2 separate regions of the Mus musculus genome follow, and region 2 is linked to region 1. A link is a contact called in public Micro-C data. All regions are on one chromosome and are shown on one strand. Each heading gives the region's core, a stretch centred on a gene start, on an enhancer-like site or on the middle of the called end of the contact. The rest is flanking DNA. Distances are from core to core; before and after follow the strand shown. Region 1 holds the start of C1rb (complement component 1, r subcomponent B). Region 2 holds the start of Gnb3 (guanine nucleotide binding protein (G protein), beta 3).

The links. A called contact is a pair of places that touch in the nucleus more often than the background predicts.
Region 2: a contact with region 1 is called in a Micro-C map of palatal mesenchyme, with 2.8 times the contacts expected there. The contact joins the promoter of Gnb3 here to the promoter of C1rb in region 1. A contact is called at or near these places in 2 of 39 promoter capture datasets (the C10 cell line and liver), 1 of 484 Hi-C or Micro-C datasets (palatal mesenchyme) and 1 of 9 other capture datasets (adipose tissue).

The regions. Positions count from the first base shown.
Region 1 is chr6:124,568,830-124,572,541 of GRCm38.p6, forward strand. C1rb (complement component 1, r subcomponent B) reads left to right here and starts at 1,601. Exons shown (of 11, transcript NM_001113356.1): 1 at 1,601-1,629; 2 at 2,527-2,752. The coding sequence starts at 1,628.
Region 2 is chr6:124,838,626-124,842,337 of GRCm38.p6, forward strand. It overlaps Gnb3 (guanine nucleotide binding protein (G protein), beta 3), which reads right to left and starts at 1,650. Exons shown (of 10, transcript NM_013530.1): 1 at 1,295-1,650; 2 at 1,039-1,125; 3 at 742-780. The coding sequence starts at 1,095. P3h3 (prolyl 3-hydroxylase 3) reads right to left here. Exons shown (of 15, transcript NM_013534.5): 14 at 3,447-3,587; 15 at 2,464-3,214. The coding sequence ends at 3,050.

The sequences.
Region 1 (3,712 bases), core at 351-2,850:
ACATATATTTGTCCATATCTATGTAATTTTTTATCTCTAGATGCAGATTTAAACTTTATTTGGATGCTTAAACAGAGTGGAAGTGGGGCAGGACCTGAGGTGGTAAGGTCCAGGTTTGGCATTTTTTTTGGTCAAGTCACATGACATCAGAACAGAACTCAGAATCCCTAGAAGCAATGTAGATGAGATTTTTCAATTGACTTGCTTTCTTGGACCACACCCTTCCATCTGATCCTTCTGCCGCAGTTATGAACAAGCCACGCACACACACACACACACACACACACACACACACACACCTACTTCTTAGGATACCAACATGCAATTCACTAGGCTAGATTTCCTCTTCCTTCTGTCTTCTGATCTAGTCCATTTCCTATCCCTCATCATTGGTCTTTCCCGACCTTATCTTACCCTGATAAAATCTTGGAAGCCCTCCCCACCCCTCCCTCTCTCCTAGCCACTACCTTCATTCAGGCTTCTGCCCCAGTGCTGGGAAAATCTTCCAAACCTCCGTGCGTTTCACATCTTGTGTGTGCCTGCTCTCCGGCCTCATGCCAAGGTCACTGTCAAGGGGAGACTGCCTCCATCGTTGTGGATCCTTTAAGTTCACAGGCTGACCCCTAATACGAATTATCCCATACGTGGACAAGTCGGGAGAGAAGAGCGAGTAGAGGGAGGAACGTTTCCTCTAATCAGGAACAAGTTACAGGAACTGGCATACCTGCTCTGTAGTCAAAACCTCCACAGAACAAGGTGCCATAAAATTTTTGGTGGACATAGGAGCAAAATTTTTAAACAGGACACAATGTCCTTGTGGACAGCACAGCTGTCTCGGGAACCTGGTTTCCCTTCTAAGAAGAAAGAGTCACTCTCCCTCTGCGGCCACACCCTTTGCTTGAAGCACTAAGTACTTGTATCCCAGAAGACTCAAGCTGACCAGAGGTCCAGGAAAAGATGTTTCTTCCACTCTGCAGCTGCCCTATCTTCAACAAGATCTAAGTTCAAAAGGCGGGAGCTCAAAGCGGAGCCTTGCTTTAGTGTCCAGCGACATTGCACCTTCCCCACACTCATATCCACAGCCATACACCCCGGTGCCCTCCTCAACCCAGTTCTTCTTCACCTCACCCTGTGCATTGAAACCCCAGCCCCTTGGCTTCCAGGTGATTGTGAGAAATGAGCCAATGAGAAAGCAGAGCCTTTAAGTGTCTCCGCAGTCTGCGATGCCTGTGGCGAGGATCCTGGAATAAAGGGCAACAAGCAGCCCCCGGGAAAGTCTCCCAGAAAATGTTAATCCGATTTAGAGACCCCAGAGTCTGTCCCTCCAAACAAAATGTTTCCAGGTCCCTAAAACTTCAGATCCCATCGCCTCAGCCATTCCCCACATTGACCACCAGATGGCGCCATCAAGCAACGAGGATTTCAAGACCAAACCTAAACTGGGAACTCAAGATTTTTTTTTCCTTTATGCAAATGCTTCATTCCCTGAAACATTTCTCCAGGAATGGTCACCCCCTCCACTGCCACAATCCTTCCCTCCCCTGTATGCCTACTCCCTCCTTCAGCTTAGAGTGCCTGAAGACTCTGTCAGGAGAGCTGAGGACCCAAAACAAACTGGCCTTGAGACATGTGAGTAAGACTGATGGGTACCAAGGGAGGAGATAGGAGTTGGGCATAAGTGGCAAACATGCTCCCATATTATGAAGAAGAAGAAGAAGAAGAAGAAGAAGAAGAAGAAGAAGAAGAAGAAGAAGAAGAAGAAGAAGAAGAAGAGGAGGAGGAGGAGGAGGAGGAGGAGGACGAGTAGGAGGAGGAGGAGGAGGAAGAGGAAGAGGAAGAGGAAGAAGAAAAGAAAAGGAAAGAAAATAGAAGGGGAATAAGAACAGGAATACAATACCCTTCTTTCCATACTGCCAGCTCCAGAGCACATACTTCTCAGGGTCACTCCTCAGCCCTTCTCCCAGGGTCCAGACCCTTAGACATGAGCTGAGCTAGCCTCTCCTTTCTTGACACTGGGTTCATAGCAGGGTAACAGTGAGGGGAGGGAACTCTCTGAGAGAGGAGAAAATCCCCCCACGTGTGTTTCTCAGACCCCACATGTGTTTGTCAGACGCCAGAAGGGTTTCCCCGGGGGCGAGGGGCTTCTTGCTGAAGCCTTGGGAAACTTTGCAGAGCCATCACTGGAAAACTTCACTCTCAGATAGCTGGTCCCATGCCAGTCCTACCCCTGGAAGGAAAGGACATGAAAGAGAAGGACAGAGAAGGCAGCTCAGGGGCTATGGGGAGTGCTATAGAACCCAGTGACCCCTGGACTGGGCACTGACCTACGAGGAACTCAGCTGCAGCAGATGCAGAGGCTGCTGATGCCCCCAATCACAGAACCACTATGAAGTCTACAATGGGCATGGGGGAAGAACCAAGCAGTTTAGTCATCCTATTCCTGCCTAAGGCAGTTCAAATAGCAAGGGTGCTACACAACACCCTTGATCCTCCAGCCCCACAAACACTCGCCTCTCTCTTTGACAGGTGGCTCTTTGCCCTCCTGGTGACCCTGTTCTATGGGGTGGAAGGCTCCATCTACCTCCCTCAGAAGCTCTATGGAGAGGTGACCTCCCCTCTGTATCCCAAGCCTTACCCCAGTGACTTGGAGACAACCACTGTGATCACTGTCCCCATGGGGTACAGGGTGAAGCTGGTCTTCTGGCAGTTTGACGTGGAGCCTTCTGAAGGCTGCCTCTATGACTATGTTAAGGTAGGCGTCAGAGTGGGAGGGAGGGGAAACAAAGCTGGAAATTTGTGCTCTGAATACTCTGGACAATATGCCTGCACCCCATCACTGTACAGCTCTGTAGAAATGCTGGTTTTGGGTCGCTGGTGCCATAGAGGGGGTATTCGTGGACTTTTGAGGCCTTCAGTGAGATTCATGAGGAAAAGGGGCAGGCATGGGGGTGTTTGTTCCAGTAGATTTCACTATGTATTGGAGTTAGGACACAGCTAACCATAAGGCCTTGAGAAACAGCCATGCCTCAGTTTCCCTGAATGGTAACCTACTGCATCCAAAACAAGAAGAAAAGAAACATATGAAAGGTGTCACATGTCCTTCAGGGAAGACAAGGACCTTGGTCACCCCTGTATGTACCCTTCAAAGGGTTTCTTTCTTAGCCTCATCTTTCTACATCCAGTAAAAATAAAAGGCAGGATTCAAGCAGAGCCTGTGCTCTTCCTCACACTATGAGGCTCAGGCAACAGCCAGGAGGCTAAGAAAATAACATGAAAACCCGCACACTTCCCCAACAAGGGGGACTCAACAAGTCTGCAGCGTTGAGGGAGGGGTGCGTCCCACGGCAGAGCTAGCAAGGAGAACGTCTTCTGCTTTCGACAAAGTAAGGAATCTGTGAGACAAAGCAGGGAAGACACTAGGTGATGCTGGCCGGTGCGGAGACCTCTGGGTACCATTTGTACTATCATGTTCAGCTGGGTCTATCAGGAGGCTGAGTTGAGTGTGGCTTTTCAAACAAATAAGTAGAAAGCACAACAAAATAAATAAAAATGTGGGCATAGTAGGGCAGTCCTGTGAACCCAGTTATTAGGGAGACTTAGACCATTCTGGACTGGCCTGGGCAAGCACGGGCTATATAATAAAGCACATTATCGGAAACAAGAAAGAGATGACATACCAGGCACACAATGACAGGTGACAGGTTAGCCAACA
Region 2 (3,712 bases), core at 400-2,899, 270 kb after region 1:
CTAAAATATATCCCCAGACCCTTTCTGCTTTTTTTCTTTTTTAACATAATATTTCTATTCATTGGTAATTTCACACAGGCATTTTGGTCATATCTGCCCCATTCCTCCTAACTCCTCCCACGTCCACCCTTTACCTCCTACCCCCACACAACTTCATGCCTTCCTTTTTGAAATTTTTCTCATAACTCAACTTTTTTACTTTTTATTTTGAGCCAGGCTAGTCTTAAATCCACCCCGCAGCTCAGGTATGCTGTGAGTTTTCACTCCTACCTCAGCCTAGCTAGATTACAAGTCTGTGCCACCTGACATGGCTTGGGCTATCAATTCTAAGAAACAGTAGTAGTTTGTGTATCACGAAGAAAGAAACAATAGGCTAACAAGGTATCATGTATTGTTAGATGCATCTCGACTTTAGAAAGCTCTGTGAGAAAGCATGCATCTTAAAATCAATGAAATGTCACTTTAGACAGCTGCCAGTTTGAGTCTAAGAGAAGTCCTGCTCGCCCTACCCCCATCACTGTTCAGGGTGAAGGCCAGTCTATGTCTTCCGTATCCAATATAATGGCTGGCCCAGAGCAGATCTTAATGGATGTTTGTTGAATTAATTCATGAATGTCTTTCCTCCCTTCAAGGACAGGATGTGCTAAAAGCTCAGGCAGCAATATGTTGCTGGTCCTGAAGTCCTTGCTCAGTCCCCTCCCCTCCTATCATGCCCTGCCTCAGATGGGCAGAAGGTCTCACCTCAGCCAGAGTGATGTCCGCACAGGCTTTCCTGGCATCCTGCGGGGAAAGTGGGCATCAGGGAGGCTGTGCTAGGGCAGGGGGCATGCATATGCGCCTCACATATGGGAGGGCATGGGGCTCTGCAGTTGGGAGGTGGTTTCAAATGTGAGGTCTGGATTTAAAGTCTCTGAACCCTTCTAGATGAGAGGTGTCTAAAGTGTCACCCAAGAGTGAACCCAATCCCTCCCAGGCCACACTCCCACGTGTCCTGAGTTCTGTTCTCCAAGGTCCCCAGGACGAGGGCTCTGGGGTTACAGCAATCTGCTTCTTGAGTTGCTCCGCCTCCTGCCTCAGCTGCTCCATCTCCCCCATGGTGCACAGGTCGAGGGGTAGTTCCGGCTCCTGCCAGGGACATGAAATAGGTCCCCGTCAGACCATGTTTCTGTTCTTTCCATCCTGCCCTACTCCTGTGATGGGGGGCTCTCCCTCCTGGGTATCAACCCCAGCCCTGCCTGAGCCCTCCCCATGGGCCCCCGATCCCAGAGGGTAGAGCCGGCCAGCTCCCTCTTACTTGGGCTCTGGCTGGACTTCTCCCAGGTTTCCGCTTCCCGGGCGCCTCCTCACTGTCTCAGCTGCGATGCCTGCCTGTCACCTGCCCCCCTCTGCTGCCAGAGGAGCTGGCCTGGCCTGGCCCTGACTGAGAGGGAGGGGGGAATGACAGGGAAGGGTAAGGCCAGCAACAACCACGCCAGGCAAATGAAATCAGCTGGCAGGGGTGGGGGAGAGGCCAGGGAGGGGAGGTATGTGGCTTCCAGAGACAGGTCAGCCTGGAGGGGTGGGAAACAGGCCCGTGGACCAGAGAAGAGCAGCACCCCTCTTATGCAGCCACAAGAAGGGGGGTGGGGATAGAGGGGTGCTTCCACGGTCAGTCCGCCAGCAGAGATAAGAGCATCAGCCCACGGATCAGAGACAAGCCGTGAGGATTACTGGTTGCGTTTGGGGAAGTAGAACAGGAGCAGTCATAGCTCCAGTGACCTCCCCAGGCCCTAGCCCCAACCTGTGGTCATGATCTTGGCCTTGTTCAGCAAGCGGGCCAGGAGCCAGAACAGGAGGGTGACAGATGACCCTGTTGTCAACACTACAAACCATGCTTCCTCGTTGAGGGCTGTGGGGAGGGGTGGGGAGGGTCCAAGCAGAAGCTGAGATTAGATGGGCTGAGCAGGATAATCCCTTTTCTCGACAAGCCCCGACCAGCTGCCCTTGGGCCTGATCCTAGTTGGGGGAGTTGACAGGGAGATGGGGGTGGGGGGAGCTGGGCCCATGTGCCCCTGTGTTGTGGGCAAAGAAATGACTACAAAAGAGAACAGAGCTCTGTGTCCTGCTTCTCGGCTGGGGTCTGTCCTCATGCATCCACACATGACTCCCAGGGTCTTAGTGGACTGTGAAGATAGGAGCCAGAGGGAGGGATGGCATGGCTTAGAGTTGGAGGCTCACGGAGCAGCTGTGGCTGTGGCAGTGGCAGTGGTGGTGGTGGCAGCGGCGATGGGGCACCGGGAGGGGGGGTGCGGGGGGGGTCTATTTGCATGAAGCAGCAGGTGGCTGAGATTTCCCTGACAAATCACTGGGCTGTCATGGCTCCACCTCTGAGAGGCCCCAAGACACCACCTGTCCCCACCCAGGCCAGTTCTAACCAACCCCACCTCCAGCAGCCACCAAAACTGGGATAGAGCAGACCAGGCCTTGGCTGGAGAGCCTCATGATCATTATTTATTGCACAGGTTGGGAGAGGATGGGACTGTCTCCTCTGTGTGTTTCTTTTCTTTTCTTTTTCTTTTTTTAAAGATTTATTTATTTATTATATGTAAGTACACTGTTGCTGTCCTCAGACGCCCCAGAAGAGGGCGCCAGATCTCATTACGGATGGTTGTGAGCCACCATGTGGTTGCTGGGATTTGAACTCTGGACCTCAGAAGAGCAGTCAGTGCTCTTAACCGCTGAGCCATCTCTCCAGCCCCTCTGTGTGTTTCTTATTAGAAGCAGTTGCTCTGCACTCCTCCACATGCCTGCCTTTCAGGGAGGCATAGTGATTTTTGTCTGTCCTGGGGACCTTGCAGGTCCCTCAGCTGGGGCCAGACCTGGCTCCCGGGCCTGATGTGCTGTAGGCTAAGTCTGTGTAGCAAGCTTGTGAGTCCAGGGTCTGGTAGCCCTTGTAAGTCCCCGAGATGGTAGACTTGGCATGCTACTATGTTCCTGATATCCTCCAGAGCCTTCTCATCAGTTCCTTCCCAAGTTGAGTGGCCTGATCCTGAGAAGCAGGCTCAGCCATTCACAGTTCCTCTCGGACCCGGACCCGGCGGGGCTTCCCAGCTTTCTCCTGGACTCGCTGAAGCTTGTGACTTGGGGGTTCTGGGGAAGGGTCTCTGCTGAGAATGTCTTCCTCCTCTTCTTCCTCCTCTTCCTCCTGCAGCAGCTCTTTGGCTTCTGTCCACTCCTGGGAATGGGGAGAAGTGTGGTTCAGTCTCCTTTATCCACCTCTCCTGGGCTATCTCAGTCACCCAAGCTTTGCTGGGGGTCTCACCCACTCACAAACTTCTCCAGTGACCACCCCTGGGCTATCTCAGTCACCCAAGCGCTTTGCTGGGGGTCTCACCCACTCACAAACTTCTCCAGTGACCACCTGCCCACCTGCCCACCCCCCCACCCCCTCACCTCTTCCTCCCTACCTGTTCACTGTGCTCAGGTGCCCACGTGTGCCACAGTGCTAGGGCACAGCGCCGTCCCCGAGTCACAGCCCATACACCATGGGGATTCTCACCACCAGAGCTGAAGGCCACAAGGCGCCCACACCGAGGACGGACCTGAGCCTGAGAATGCAGGAACACAGCATCAGGCTTCCTGATTCTCTTACTCTGCCCTCCCTCACTCAGGGACGAGTTTAGGGCAAATGAGAAACTGGCCCTAAGCCAGGAAGGAAAAAGGCAAAACGGGG